2 separate regions of the Sus scrofa genome follow, and region 2 is linked to region 1. Evidence: chromatin contacts called from public HiChIP or PLAC-seq data. All regions are on one chromosome and are shown on one strand. The core of a region is the stretch at or near the end of the contact, and the rest is flanking DNA. Distances in the headings are between cores, read along the strand shown.

What was found. HiChIP or PLAC-seq counts read pairs in DNA pulled down with a chosen protein or histone mark.
Region 2: a contact with region 1 is called in an H3K27ac HiChIP or PLAC-seq map of alveolar macrophages. The contact joins the enhancer-like site here to the promoter of CAMK2G in region 1. A contact is called at or near these places in 29 of 47 Hi-C or Micro-C datasets (adipose tissue, alveolar macrophages, blood and 13 more) and 2 of 2 datasets of contacts at active chromatin or transcription factors (alveolar macrophages and skeletal muscle).

Annotation. Positions count from the first base shown.
Region 1 is chr14:76,589,521-76,597,076 of Sscrofa11.1, reverse strand. It overlaps CAMK2G (calcium/calmodulin dependent protein kinase II gamma), which reads left to right and starts at 4,533. Exons shown (of 21, transcript NM_214193.1): 1 at 4,533-4,682; 2 at 6,069-6,163. The coding sequence starts at 4,618.
Region 2 is chr14:76,642,832-76,650,387 of Sscrofa11.1, reverse strand. The region is part of intron 2 of LOC102160869 (atherin-like); the gene reads left to right. Among named protein-coding and RNA genes, the nearest start is that of PLAU, 17 kb to the right of the region's middle. Within about 2 kb of position 3,132, at least 6 of the 83 cell types and tissues checked have an H3K27ac peak or open chromatin away from gene starts, as enhancers often do. A contact at or near this core is called in alveolar macrophages, where this site is marked.

The DNA.
Region 1 (7,556 bases), core at 3,284-5,783:
TCAAATGCCTCACCACAAAACATTTTCTCAGAGTCCTTGGAGAAAGGCCATGACCTCATCTCCCCTAAATCTCCAAAACTAGTCATAGAGTTGGAGGGAACCTCAGAAGCCATTGGGTCCAGTGGGTTTCGAACTTCTTTCAGGGACTCTTTTCTTTAGCCAGAGACTCTTTTATTCAACCAGCTCTTACATGGAACCTCAATATATTAAGCAGCTGCTGGGGCATGACCATGTGACTCCTATGGTTCTGTCAATTTAAAATACGGATTTAAAAACTCCTTGCCATGGAGTTCCCGTCGTGGCGCAGTGGTTAACGAATCCGACTAGGAACCATGAGGTTGCGGGTTCGGTCCCTGCCCTTGCTCAGTGGGTTAACGATCCGGCTTTGCCGTGAGCTGTGGTGTAGGTTGCAGACGCGGCTCGGATCCCGCGTTGCTGTGGCCCTGGCGTAGGCCGGTGGCTACAGCTCCGATTCAACCCCTAGCCTGGGAACCTCCATATGCCGCGGGAGCGGCCCAAGAAATAGCAACAGCAACAACAAAAAAGACAAAAGACGAAATAAATAAATAAATAAAATAAAATAAAAACTCCTTGCCAGTACAAGATTGAATTCTCTTCAAATCCCCTAACAAGCAAGTAACTATTCATTGTTTCCAAGAGTGTCATTCCTCTTGCGTTTAAATATGTCACTTTTATGTCCATCAACAGATGATTGGTTCCATCAACAGATGATTGGTTTAAGAAGATGTAGTTATAGGAGTGGTGCCTGGTGGCACAGTGGGTGAAGGATCCCCCGCATTGTCGCTGCTGTGGTGCATGTTCATTCCCTGCCCCAGGAACTTCCACGTACCATGGGAAAGACACCCCCCAAAAAAAGGTAAGGTGTGGTGTTTATATACAATGCAGTATTACTCAGCAGTAAAAAGAATGAAATTACTGCCATTTTCAGCAACAATGGATGGACCTGGAGATTATCATACTAAGTGAAGCAAGTCAGACAGAGAAACACAAATATCATGTGATATTACTTGTATGTGGAATCTAAAAGATAATACAAATGAATTTCTTGACAAAAAAACAGACTCAGAGACATAGAAAACAAACTTAAAGTTATCGAAGGGAAAAGGCGGGGGGGGAGGGATAAATTAAGAGTATGGCATTAACAGATACACACTGCTATGCATAAAATAGATAAGCAACAGGGATTTACTGTATAGCACAGGGAATTAGAGTTAATATCTTATAATAATGGAGAATAATGTTTTTTCTTTTTTTTTTTTTTCATCTTTTTGCCATTTCTAGGGCCGCTCCCTTGGCATATGGAGGTTCCCAGGCTAGGGGTCTAATCTGAGCTGTAGCCGCTGGCCTACACCAGAGCCACAGCAACGCCAGATCCGAGCCACATCTGTGACCTACTCCACAGCTCACGGCAATGCCAGATCCTTAACCCACTGAGCAAGGCCAGGAATCGAACCCACAACCTCATGGTCCCTAGTTGGATTCGTTAACCACTGAGCCACGACAGGAACTCCAATAATGGAAAATAATCTGGAAAAAAATATATATATAACTAAAACACTTTGGTGTATACCTGAAACTATCATAATATTGTAAAGCAACTCTACTTTAGTGAAAAGAAACCCTAACTTTCAACTGCTCCATTTCACTCAACTCGGAAAAGTAAGTACTTTTATACTCTAAAATTATATTCCAAAATCAGGGAGGGAAGCGTCTTTCATTCGGGGGCAGACTCATGGTGTAATTTTCAGAGCCTTCCAGGAGAAAGATCAGCAGAATGACGGAAGCGTCCACCTAGTGAGGCCCCTCTGGTGATTATCAGGGCATCCACGTCCTGTGTAATTCCCTGTTCCCTGCACTATGGGCATGGCCTGAGTGCTGGTGCTCCCCAGGGGCTGGCTGTACCAGAACATCGAAACTCTCGGACCCTGGGAGGTTACCATAGATACTGATGCGCAGGAAGCTGGTGAACTTGTTATTATTTATATGTAGGCTTCCGGTAATTGCTGTGGGGTGGCTGGAGGTTGTGTGGGTGCTACAGCTATGGGGATCAAGGAGGGTATCTGTCAGGGTGTGTTTGTGTGTACACACAAAGGTATCTGTAGGCTCCAAATGGCCACTGTGGCCACATTGGAGTCTGAGCTGATGAGAGTGGCAGGAGTCGGGGGGGAGTGAGGTAGTACTTGTTTTTGGTTATTTGGGGTCAAGGGGTGGTCTGGCTGCAGGCGAGACATGTGGAAGTTCCTGGGCCAGGGATCAAACCTGTGCAGCAGCTGTGACCTGCGTCACAGCCTTGGCAACACCAGATCCGTAACCTGCTGCCCCACACAGGAACTTCCTGAGAGGTGAGGTGGTAAAACTCTTACTCTCAGTTGGGAACAGGTCAGGGTTGTAGTCCTGTTTTTTCTGTTTTCCCCTGGGACAGCCTAGGGCCCTCCACGGCAGCCCTGGTCTCTGCTTGTTCTGACCTCTCTGTATCTTCTCACTCCACCTTACATTAGTGAATATAAAGTTTCAGCATCTGGAGGTCAGGAACCAAGTTGCCTTGAGGGCTCAGGAAGGGCACATTGATGACTAACTAATATGCAGGCCCTGTTACTGGAGTGCAGACATGAAGGCTGGCCATTGCTTCTGCCCTTAATGTGGATGATTTACTGTCATCCTCATGTACACAATCTCATTGCCCTGCCACACACTGGGACTTGGAACCAGGCCCTTACCCAGGTGCTTCAAGATAGGAAGTGGCCCTACTCCCCAGCGCTTTATTTCCTGTTGCCCTGGGAAGGGGTGGGGCATGATATTGTCACCTCAACCCTTTTCTTCTGCCCTCTACCCTCCTCCCAGGCAATCAGTTAGTGCTTTACCTCTCATATCCCTTTAATTGCCTCCACTGGGCAGTCTGGTTCTCAGACCAGCTCCAAGGGCAGCTGGGTGAGAAGAGAGGAACCCTCCAGGGGAGCTTTGCTCCACCCACCCCCTCAGGGAAGCAGCCTAGGAGGAGGCTAGGATGCCTCTCAGCCTCTCAGTTGTCTGCTCTGGGTGATCCAGCCTGTCAACTGGGATGCCTGACTCCCAGGGGGAGTCCCCTGTAATTCAGACTGAGCTGCAGCATTGAGCTGAGCTCTGCCCTGCCCAGCAGGAGCTGGCCTCTGACTTGGGGTACAGCTGCCCGGGCAGGTCAGGAACCTGCCCAGCCTGTTTCTCCTCCACTAAGACAGTTATGTGCCTCAGTCCTACCATCCTCTGACAATGGGGAAAGAGAAAGGGATGGTAACTCCTGCCAGAGCCCCAAAAAGTAGCCTCATTCACAAATATTTACTGAGGGTCTGGATCTAAGTATACAGTGGTGAAGGAGGCAGAGGCCCTGCCCTATTACAATTCAGTGAGACAGCAAATATTAAACAAATAGCTACCACTGTTCTAATTAGGTATCAGGTACTATTCTAAGTACTTTATGTGATTTAGTCCTTTTAATACTCCAAACTCTGTGAGGTAGTTAGTTACTATTATTCTTTATTATCAGTTTTCAGATAAGGTAACTGAAGCAAATTAGAAAGTGACTTTTCTAATGTCACATAGCTGATCAGTGAGTTGCCCAGGAATCCAAGCCAGGCAGTCTTACCCCAGAGTTCCCTCAGACAGCCATGCTCTAGCTCTACTGCCTCTCACAGCAGTAAACATATCATTACACAATGTGATGAGTGCCATAAAATAAAAATAAAGGGTGCTTGCAAAAAAATGGGGCTATTTTCTCCTTCCTTCCACCTGCTCTTCTAGCCCACAGCACACAAAACCTTTTCTACATGGTTCCCACTTCATCCCTTTCATTGCTGGCAGGAGAGAACATTCTCTCTTCTCTAAGACTGGAGTGCAGGAAGGCAGAGTTCCACTTGCATCCTTGGCTCTGGCCTGGTCTCCCTGAACAAACCGTGCCTGAAAGGTTTTATCTAATAATGGCCTTGATGCTTACACAAGTCTAGACTGTCAGCTTCCCGAGGGAAGGCAGCTGAGAGCTGGCTCTGCACAGACTGGGGGCGCTTCGTGAGTGTGCTGTCTAAAACCTGCTTTTTGACCTTGGCTCTCTCCCCACATGGTGTGAGCCGGACTCGGGGCTTAGGACCCGTGCGTAGCGACCCGCCAGAGAACTCAATGGGCCAGACCTCTGCATACTCCCAACACACACACACTCGCACGCACATTCTGAGCACTTGTAGGGTCTGCCCTGGGACTAGCCCACAGGTCGCGAACCTTTCAGCCCCGCCTGGGTAGGTAGCCCAGGACTGAGACCCCCGCCCCGCGATCCCCTTTACTCCCCAGCGATCACAGCCCAGCTCCGGCTGCTCCCTGGGCGGGGCGGGGCCCGCGGCGGGAGGCCCCTCCCCGGGGGCGGTCCGGGGGCCGGGCGGGGGGCCGGCGGGGCTGGGGGCGGGGCGGGCGGGCGGCGCGGGGGTGTTCCTCCCTCCCTCGCTCTCCCCGGTAAAGTCTCGCGGTGCTGCCGGGCTCAGCCCCGTCTCCTCCTCTTGCTCCCTCGGCCGGGCGGCGGTGACTGTGCACCGACGTCGGCGCGGGCTGCACCGCCGCGTCCGCCCGCCCGCCAGCATGGCCACCACCGCCACCTGCACCCGCTTCACCGACGACTACCAGCTCTTCGAGGAGCTCGGCAAGTACGGTCCGCCCGCCGCCGGCCGGGGCCCCCCACCCTGCTCTAGCCGCCCGGGCGCTATGCGGCTCCTCGCCCCGCCCCCCCGCCCTGCACCGGCCGCTGCAGCGCCCCCTCGGCCTGCCCCACCCCCAGCCTTTCCCGCCAGCCGCCTCTGGGGGCCCCTTCGCCCCCAGCTCCTTGCCCCGCAGTCCCCTCCGCGCCCTGCAGCAGCAGCTGCCCGGGCTGCTGCACCCCGCGCTGCCGCGGAGACTGCAGCCCCTGGACCGCTCCTGGGCGCCCTCCAGCCCCGCCCCTCCCTCACCCTTCAGGCACCCCACATCCCGACCCCGCCTGCTCACTGCCCCCTCCCCACCCTGTTCACGAGCTCACTCAGCATCCTGTCCCATGTTCCACTCGCCTGGCGCTCAGGACCCTCCCCGGCCCTGCAGCTCTAACCCTGCTGCGGTGCCGGAGTGTGGGGGGATGTTTGGTGCCCAGCCCCGCCCCCGGCTGTTGCCGCTTCCAGGATCCCAGCCCCGCTGCTGGGCAGTGCTGCAGCACCCCAGTCCCCTCCCCCAATCCCTGCAGTGGTCCCGGGAGCCGCGCGCCGCAGCCGCAGCATCCCCCTCCCCTCCGCACTGAGCTGGCCGCTGCAGCAGCCCCGGTCCCCCCCCACCCCACCCCGCGGCTCCGAGCCCGGCCACTGCAGCCCCCGCCCTGCCCGCCCCCCTAGACGTTTCCAGAGCTGGAGAGTGCGAGCTCCTATTCGGGGGAGGGGGGACATAGAGGGAAATGTCATGGGGAAGGGGAGCTGTTGATGTCTGAAACCCACAGCTGGACTCCCTCTTTCCCTGCTGTCTGTTGAGCCGGTAAACGCAGTGGGGTGAAGCCGGTTGAGGGGGATTTGAGCCTCACTTTCCTCACCTTCCCCCATGGTTGAGGAAGATTTCTCTCTCAGGGGATTATACCCTCTTTTAATTAATCTCTTCTCCTACCCTCGACTGTTCTGCTGAGAAAAGGGCAGGGTCTCTTCCCTTCTCCGGGTTCTGTTGGCTGGGACTGCAGGGCTGTCTGAGAAGCAGCAGGTGTGTGTTTTATGCATCTCCCACCAGCTCTTGACGCACAGCCTGAGGTTAGGGCTGTTGCTTTGCCCAGCGGCTAGATGTGGGCATGAGAGTAGGGTGGTCCTCCACCCACATTTGTGGAGTGTCCCACAGAGGCCACATCCTTCTGCCCCATGTTGGTTGGTGATAGTCACCACCCATGGTGATAGTCACTATGCTGATGTGTGTGTGTGTTATTTTGACTAAAGTCTGGTGATGGGAGCAAAGCTGTCCTCAGATCTGAAGTGTGTTTGTGTCTCTCTGCTCTGCTCCGTGTCCCAGTTCTTTCCCTCTTCTCCCTCCAGGGGTGCTTTCTCTGTGGTCCGCAGGTGTGTGAAGAAAACCTCCACGCAGGAATATGCAGCAAAAATCATCAATACCAAGAAGTTATCTGCCCGGGGTGAGTATTCCCCATCTTGGCCTCTCCCTGGGGTGCCTCCAAGGGTTATGGATTCTTCTAAAGATGCTCCAGGAGTTGGGGATTGTGTGTTTTAGCACTTGGAGAAGAGTTGGTATTTCGGGGTGGGTAGACTTTGAAACCAGACAAGAAGTTGTATGGAGACCAAGTAGAAGAGAATGAAGATGTAAGAGATGTAGCTTTCTTTAGGGGAAAATGGTGCCTGAAGGCTCAAATGAGTTTGGTTTTTATGGAGGGAGAGGATAAGGGGAGTGGTAGGTGGCTTTGCATGGAGAGCTTTACATTTGGGGCATTTGGAGTCTCTGTATTTGGGTCAGTGGTAGTCACTCCAGACCTGTCCTAGTCCCTGTGCCCCACTGGTGACTTAAGATGGAAATGCAGTAAGTGAACAGCTCTGACAAAGCCAGCCTCCCCTTGCCCACCAGGCGGCAGAACAGACTCCCAAGGGAAGGGAATCTGTAAACATCAGGGGAGGCTGCTTCTGGCGAGGGCTTCTCGGGAACAAATCCTGCCAGATGAACTTGATTGCTTTTTTGATCAAATTACAAAGTTGGTGGTGCAGCAGCAGATGCAGTCTGTCCTGGGTGGAGGGTGATGCCTCATGATCTGGAAATCTCAGTGGGCTGGTCTGGGTGGGAGCAGCATGGCCTCGGGATTTGAGGATTGTGAAGTCAGGCCTGAGAGCCTGGCTTGTGAGATCCTCCCAAGTACCTAGGCTGGGAGGGTCAGGCCCTGTCTTTCACACCTTGAACCTACACTCCCTGCACCTTGTTTTTGGGTGCTTGCCAAAGTCACCTCATCTGATAGGTATAGACCTATCAGTGTGTGGAGTGCTCTGTGAACAGGTGTGGTGAGCATGGAGGTATGTGGATGGGTCAGGTCATCAAGGGCTGCAGGGTGCAGCACGGGGACAAAGGTTATGAGACTCAGAGAAAAGAATTAAGAGCAGGCAATAGGATGCCGTAAGTATATTAGGAGCCAGGACGGATGCCATGAGGAAGATATGGGCCATGGCTAGTAATGATCTGGGCGTCTCTGGGTTAAGAGATACAATAGATGTCCCTAAGCATTGGAGAAGCTATAAATGACAGTGGGCTTCTGTCATATTGTCAATGATTCCGGGACCTGTTTAGCAGGCTCTGTCTGCCTCCTGGCTAGGCGGGCCTCTCCATCCCCACAAGCAGGGGTTGTCTTGCTGCCTCCCTCCCAGCCCCCATCTCTCACTGTTCCTTTACATTGGCTATTAAGTTGACTTATTTGTTTTCTTTCTCTCTGGGTACCTTGAGTTGGAGGCGATGGTTGCCATAGAGATATGTGGGCAGTCAGATGCCCTCCTCCCATGGGGTGGGGGAACAGTGTGGTGGGCTGGGCTCTT
Region 2 (7,556 bases), core at 1,883-4,382, 55 kb before region 1:
TTTGTCAGTAAGCGTGTCCAGGGTACTTCTTGTGTCTCTGGTCTCTTGGCTGCCACATGTTGTCATTTGTTAAAATTATACATCGACCAAGAATGTTGGGCTCAAGTACCATGTCAAGTCCTGACAGCTGGGAGCTCTGGCCTGTCAGGATATGCTTGTGAGTAGGTGGTCATCTTGGCTAGTGCCCCTTGACAGTCCTGCTCTATTATGTGGCAGGAAACACTTCAGAGTGGACTCTGGGTAACTCTAGAGTAATTCATTATCGGTTTTCTCTAAGCTCTTAAAGCTGGTGCTTGTGAGTAGCAAGAACATAGTGGGAAAATGATGTGCTAGAACCATCATGGGCTTTGTTGCATCTGACCCCTGCTTCTTACTGCTGTAAATACAGTATATACAAGGTCTTTTTTTTTTTTTTTGTCTTTTGTCTTTTGTTGTTGTTGTTGTTGTTGCTGCTATTTCTTGGGCCGCTCCCGTGGCATACAAGGCCTTTTTAAAAAAGAATGTTTTTTTAAACTCTCAGGCTCACCCTCTGGCAACCAGCCTGTGTCACCCCTCTGCAACACATTCTGTATCTCAGAATTTCTCAGCCTTGGCATTATTGACGTTTGGGAGCAGATCATTCTTTGCCGTGACTGTCCTTTGCAGGATGTTAGTGACCTACTAGATGCCAGTAGCATCCTTCAGTTGTAACAACCAAGAATGTTTCCAGATATTTCCAAATGTCTTCTGAAGGGCAAAACCACCACTCCCTGTTAAGAACCTCTGCTCTAACTGAATGAGGATGTAGCGTGGCAGGCTAAGCGCCTCATAGAGACCTCAGCTCTGCCCTGGGCTAGCTGTGTGCCTACATATATATATCTATAGATATACTGTATAGATATACTGTTTCCTGTGTGACCCTGTAATACCTCCCACTGTATTTAACCTCTCTAAGCCCTAGTTTCCTCATCCAGAAAATAGAGAAAAAAATTATAGTAAATATCTCAGACTTGTTGGGAGGATTAAATGAAGAAACTTATGTAAAAAGATTATCATGATTTTGTTACAAAAGAGCATCCCAATACCTGTGGGTTTTTATTAACCCTTGTTTCTCGGTGCTCCACACCTGCTTTCGGGTGACTCCAAACTGACCTTAAACTCACTTATGAAACACTTCAAGATCTGACTTTACCTCTCCAGCTTCATTTCTCCAATCCCCCCTTCAAACTCCCCATTCCAGACATATCAAGTGCTTGTAATTCCAGGGAAGCAGCCAAGTTTTTTACGGCCCCTTCAAATCTTTGTACTTGTGTTGTTCCCTATGCCTGGCTCTCTCTTCTCTCCTGGATAACTCCTGTGTATCATTCATGTCTCAGCTTGGACAGCTCCAGGTCCATGATTCTGGGCAGAGGAGTCTCTTTGGCAGCTTCCCTGACATCGCACTTCAGACACCGTCTAGTCATTGCCTGGTTCCCTGTCTCAGTCGCTCTCCTGACTGGGATCTCTTTGAAGCAAGGGATGCTGTGTTGCTCTCTGCAGAGTTTCTAGAACCTACTACAGTGCCTGACATCCAACAGGAACTCCATAATGTTTGTCCAGTTTGTGACTAACGTCGTGAATTGTTTAGCACTAATGTGGAAAAGGAGTCTCATTTTCTCTTCCTTCCCAGGTAATCATGTATTGTTCTTTTATTTATTTATTTATTTTTATTTTATTTTTTTGTGTGTTTTTTTTTGCCTTTTCTAGGGCTGCTCCTGCGGCATATGGAGGTTCCCAGGCTAGGGGTCTAATTGGAGCTGTAGCCTCTGGCCTACACCACAGCCATAGCAACTCAGGATCCGAGCCACATCTGCGACCTACACCACAGCTCACAGCAATGCTGGATCCTTAACCCACTGAGCAAGGCCTGGGATCAAACCCACAACCTCATCGTTCCTAGTTGGATTCGTTAACCACTGAGCCACGACAGGAACTCCATGTATTGTTCTTTTAAAAAATTTTTACTGTGTGTGGTTTACAATGCTCTGCCAGTTTCTGCTGTATATCAAAATGACCCAGTCATTTGACCTATACACACACACACACACACACACACACACACACACACACACACCCATGTATTATTCCTTCTGTTTGAACAGGGAGTACTTGCACATGGAATAAAATTTAACAGTTATATGTGTATATACACACACACACACATTCCCTTTCTATATTATCTTCCGTTATGGTCTGTCCCAAGAGACTGGATATAGTTCCCTGTGCTGTACAATAGAACCTCATTGCTTATCCATTCTAAGGGAGTTTGCATCTACTAAGCCCAAACTCTCACCCCACTCCCTCCCTCATCCCCCTTGGCAACCATGTATTACTCCTTCTGTTTAAATAGGGAGTACTTCCAAATGGAATAAAATTTAAAATTTATCAAAGAAGAGTAAGGCTCCCTTTCCTTCCCTCCAACCACCCAGTTTCCCTTCCTATAGACAATCTCTCAGAGATGTCCAACTATGCATTTTATTTATTTACTTTTTTTGCTATGGCATGTGGAGGTTCCTAGGCTAGGGGTTGAATCAGAGCTGCAGCTGCCGGCCTATACCACAACTCACAGAAATGCCGGATCGTTAACCCACTGAGCAGGGCCGGAGCTCGAACCCATGTCCTCCGAGATACTAGTCCAGTTTGTTAACCACTGAGCCATGACGGGAACTCCCAACTCTGTATTTTAAACAGAGCCTTTGTAATTTAGAGCTACTCGGACTCAGTCTGAGCAATCAGTAAGTGTCCTCTCAATTAACCAAATTCCACTTTCCTACTCAAGAAAATTGACTTACTGGGGCAGGAAACATACTTTTGATTCTCCTCAAAGGTAGCAAGGTAGAAAGTGGGAAAATCTCATCGATCCCAGCATGCCCACCACTCCTGAATCTCCTAAAGTGTATGCACATGCGCACACATGTGCACGCGCGCACACGCACACACAGTTAAAGCAGAAGTATAGGAATGCTCTAGGGGACCTCCTCTGACGCAGTCCCCTGCAAAGCCTCACCCTCTCACTATCTTGAGAAATCTGAATGAGGGGGAGGGTCAGGTCCAATTTCAGGCTTCCTCCTCTCTCCCCAATAAGAGGAAGCAAAGTTCAATGCTTAGTCACTTCCCATTGGGTTGGGCTCTACCTGGGGGGCTGAGTCACACACAGGTGCCAGGGAGGGAGAGGTGCTGGCCAATATGACACATTTGCCTGCCCCGGAAGGAGATTAGCCACTGGGGATTTCAGGGACCACTGCAAGTCTGATGGTGGATACTAAGAATCCCTGCTGCTCTGTGATTCTCTTTGGAGTCCCAGGCCGGGGCAAGGGCTTAGGGTATAGAGTCAAGAATCCAGGGCCTCTTTGCGTGTCTAAGTCCCAGGCACTTGGTGGGTCCACAACAAATGTTACTTCCCTTCTCCTCTCTCTGAGTTGAGGAGAAAGGCCAGGGCCTGAGGAACACCAGTAAGTATGTTGATCCCAAGGAAGCCTCAGTGACTGATGAAATATCTAAGCCAGGGTCTGCCTGGAGCTAGCCAGATGTGACCACCTCAACCCTGGAAGAGGCTGGACTCCAGACTGGGAAACTTCACCTCTGCTTGACTTTCACTGTCCCTGAGGCAACAGTTTCCTCTCACATTAAGTTATGCTAAGTATAGTAGGCTAAATAGTGGCCTCCCAAAGCTGTCTGTGTCTTAATCCCTGGGATTTATGAGTATGTTATCTCACATGGCAAAGGAGACTTTGCAGAAATGATTAAATTAGAGATCTCAAGACGGGGAGATTGTCCTTAATTATCCAGGGGGACCCAATATAGTCGTGAAGGTCCTTGTAAGAGGGAAATAGAAGGACCAGAGAGAGAGGAAGGGATGTCATGAAAGAAGCAGAGATGAGAGAGATATGAAACCACAAGTCAGGGAATATGGGCAGCCTTTAGAAGCTGGGAAAGGCATAGAAACAGATTCTGTATAGAGCCTGCTGTTTCATTTTGGACTTTTGACCTATTGAACTGTAAGATAATACATTTCTATTATTTGAAGCCGCTAAGTTTATGGTCCTTAGTTAAGCAACCATTGGAACTAATGCAGATTTTGGTACCAGGAATAGGATGCTAGTGTAACAAATACCTTAAAAACCAAGTGGCTTTGGAATTAGGCAGTAGGAGATAAATGGAAGAATTTTTTTTTTTTTTTTTTTTTTTTTTTTTTTTTTTTTTTTTGTCTTTTTGCCATCTCTTGGGCTGCTCCACATGCCGCGGGGTCTAATCGGAGCTGTAGCTGCCAGCCTACGCCAGAGCCACAGCAACGAAAGATCCAAGCCGCGTCTGCGACCTACACCACAGCTCACGGCAACGCCGGATTTTCAGCGCACTGAGCAAGGGCAGGGATTGAACCCGCAACCTCATGGTTCCTAGTTGGATTCATTAACCACTGCACCACGATGGGAACTCCCAAGAATTTTTAGAAGAATGATAGAAAAAGCCTAAGTTGCCTTGAACAGCCTGTTAGTAGAACTATTTGGGTGTTAAAAACTCTACTGGTAAAGGATAAGAAGGAAGTGAAGAACACGGTAGAGAAAATTTATATTGTTTTAGTTAATATATAAATCATAAACAAAATGTTGGTAAAAAATATGGACATTGAAGATGCAGCTGGTGAGGGCCTGGAAATGAGGAATTTTATTTTTTATTTTTTGGAAACAAGAGGGGGGTGGTCTTTGCTATATAATGGCAGAAAACTTAGCTACATTGTATCCTATAGTTCTATGTAAAACAGAACTAATGAGGCATGAACTTGGATATTTAGCTTAGGAGAGTTCCAACCAAAGTGTTAAAGGTATAACGTAGTTTACGTTTGATCTTTACAGTAAAATGTGATGGAATTCCTGTGTGCCTCAGTGGGTTAAGGATCCAGCATTATCACTGTAGTGGCTCAGGTTGCTGCTGTGGCTAGGGTTCAATCTCTCGTCCGGAAACTTCTGTTTGCAGTGGGTGTGGCCAAATATATATATGAGAGGAAAGAAGTAAATTGAGGGAAGAACTCTAAATAAAAAGGAACCATGACTTAGTGGTTTGGGAAATTCTCCACCTATACATACTGGAAAAGATGCTAAATTAGGAGAGTCACTGTCAGTAAAGAATACTCTAGAGAGAAAGTCAAAGGTGTGGCTGGGCAACCTTTTGTTAATGCCTTGGAGGGATCAAAAGGTCAGAGTATTCAGTAGTTCAGAGGGCTCTTAGAAGGGACTGGGCATGTTACTCATAGAGCCCCACAACCATCTCAACAGAATCCAGAAATAGATATGGGATCACCAAAACAAAAAAACTGGAGCATTGTGGCTCATTGTTAACGAACCTGACTAGTATCCGTGAGAACGCGGTGTTGCCATGAGCTGTGGTGTAGGTCACAGATTCAGGTCAGATCCCTCGTTGCTGTGCTATAGGCTGGTGGCTACAGCTCTGATTTGACCCTTCACCTGGAATTTCCTTATGCTGAGGGTGCAGCTCTAAAAAGACCAAAAAAAAAAAAAAAAATCTATAGGGGAGTCTCTTGTCTAATGGAGTCAATGCCTATGACATATGTGGAAGACCCACAGGCTTCTTGAGAGTTTTATACAAGCAGAAAAACTGCCAGTTTGGATTGAAAGAAGGAAAGCCAAGAGCTAACTGGACATTAAAATCACTTGAGGGGGAAAAAATTGTAACTGCAATGTATACATCTAAGGATAACCTGACCCCCTTGCTGTACAGTGGGAAAATAAAAAATAAAATAAAATAAAATAAAATCACTTGGGGGAGTTCCGTTGTGACTCAGCGTACAAACCTGACTAGTAAAGTTCTCCAGGTTCAATCCCTGGCTCAGTTCAGTGGGTTAAGGATCTGGCATTGCCATGAGCTGTGTGGTAGGTTGCATACATGGCTTAGATCTGGTGTGGCTGTGGCTGTGGCGTCTAGCTAGCAGCTACAGCTCCAGTTTGACGCCTAGCCTGGGTCAAACTTTTTAGGTGGGACCCTAAAAAGCCAAAAGAAATCATTTGGGTGGGGGTAGATGGGACCAGTTGTAAAAAATACTGAAGCCCCAACCCAGACCAATTAAATTGTATTCTCTTAAGGTGGGGTTCGGAAATCAGGTCTTTATTAAACCACCCCAGGTGATCCTAATGTGCATCCATCATTGGGAACACCTGGGAACCTGTTGCTCCGGGGTTATCAAACTTTTGCTTGCAGAAGAATCACCTGGAGAACCCTGACTGTGGATGCCAGGGCCTCAGGTCTAGAGTCTGGTTCAATACATCTGACACTCAGATCCTGCTTTTCTAACAAGTTCCCCAGAGGTTCCAATGCAGGTGGCATTGGGAACTTGAGACATTTCCACAGACTTCTATCCGTTCCCTCCTCAGGAGACTCACCGAATTGATAAAAATGCATTCCTCAGACCGATGATTCTCAATCTTTGATTAATATCAGAATCACAACGTAGAGAGCTTGCTAAAACTACTCTTGCCCAGCTAGGAACCCCATTTTGTTTAACCAGGTGAACACGCTCCTCAGGTGGTTCGAATGCATCCTAAAGCCTGAGAATCTAGCACCTTGGATGGGTGGGTCTCAAACTTGAGTATGTAACAGAATCACCTGGTGGTCTTGTTTAAACACAGGTTGCTGGCCATACCCCTGCAGTTTCTGAGTGGGTGGGGCCTGATACACTTGTTTGCATTTGTAACAAATGCTAGGTGATGCTGAAGTTGCTGATGTAAGGACGGGACTTGGAGAACCACTGCTTTAGATGGATGTTCTAAGCAAAGGGTTTATCCCATCCTGTGTCTCCATCTATCCTTTCTCATTCTCTCAGCCATGGAGGAGTCCAGCCAAGGGGAGAGAAAAGGCTGAGAAAAGTGCCTGAGGGAGTCCTGACAGGGCTATAAGAGGAGGCTGTCGGAGCAGGACTTCTGGTAAGTTCACCACTGGGGCATCCTGGGATAATTCTCATAGCTCTGCAAGGCCAGGGGTGGTGGCCAAATTCCAGTGGAGAATAAAAGTGATCTGATCAATAGCTGTTAACTCTACATATACGTGCAGCTCCACTTGGACTCATAAGCTTAGCGCTTCCCTGGCAGAGCCTCTCAACCCATGATAATACGGCGTATACAGGTATAGTGAGGAGTACCAGAAAATCTGAGGCTGGGGCTGACCCTTGTCACCAAGCTAATTAGGGGGAGAGCCAAGCTGGAGCTAGAGTCCTGTTCACCCACGGCATTGACCCCAGCTTATACACATGCTCTGGGGAGAGAGAGCTAAAGAGACTATAGAGCGAGGATGAGGAGAGCCAGGTGAGAGAGGAAAGGTATTCCCTTTCCTTTATATTAAGTGGAAATGAGAACCTAAGGGCAATTGGCAAACCGCAGGGAAGGGGGATGGAGAGATTAAGCTGAAAACCGCATCAGCCAGAGTTCTTACAAAATCCACTTCATTTTCACACTTTGCATGCAGAACGTGGCTATGTGCCAAGTGCATATGATCTTCCCAAACACCAGAAGTCATGTCTCAATTCTAGG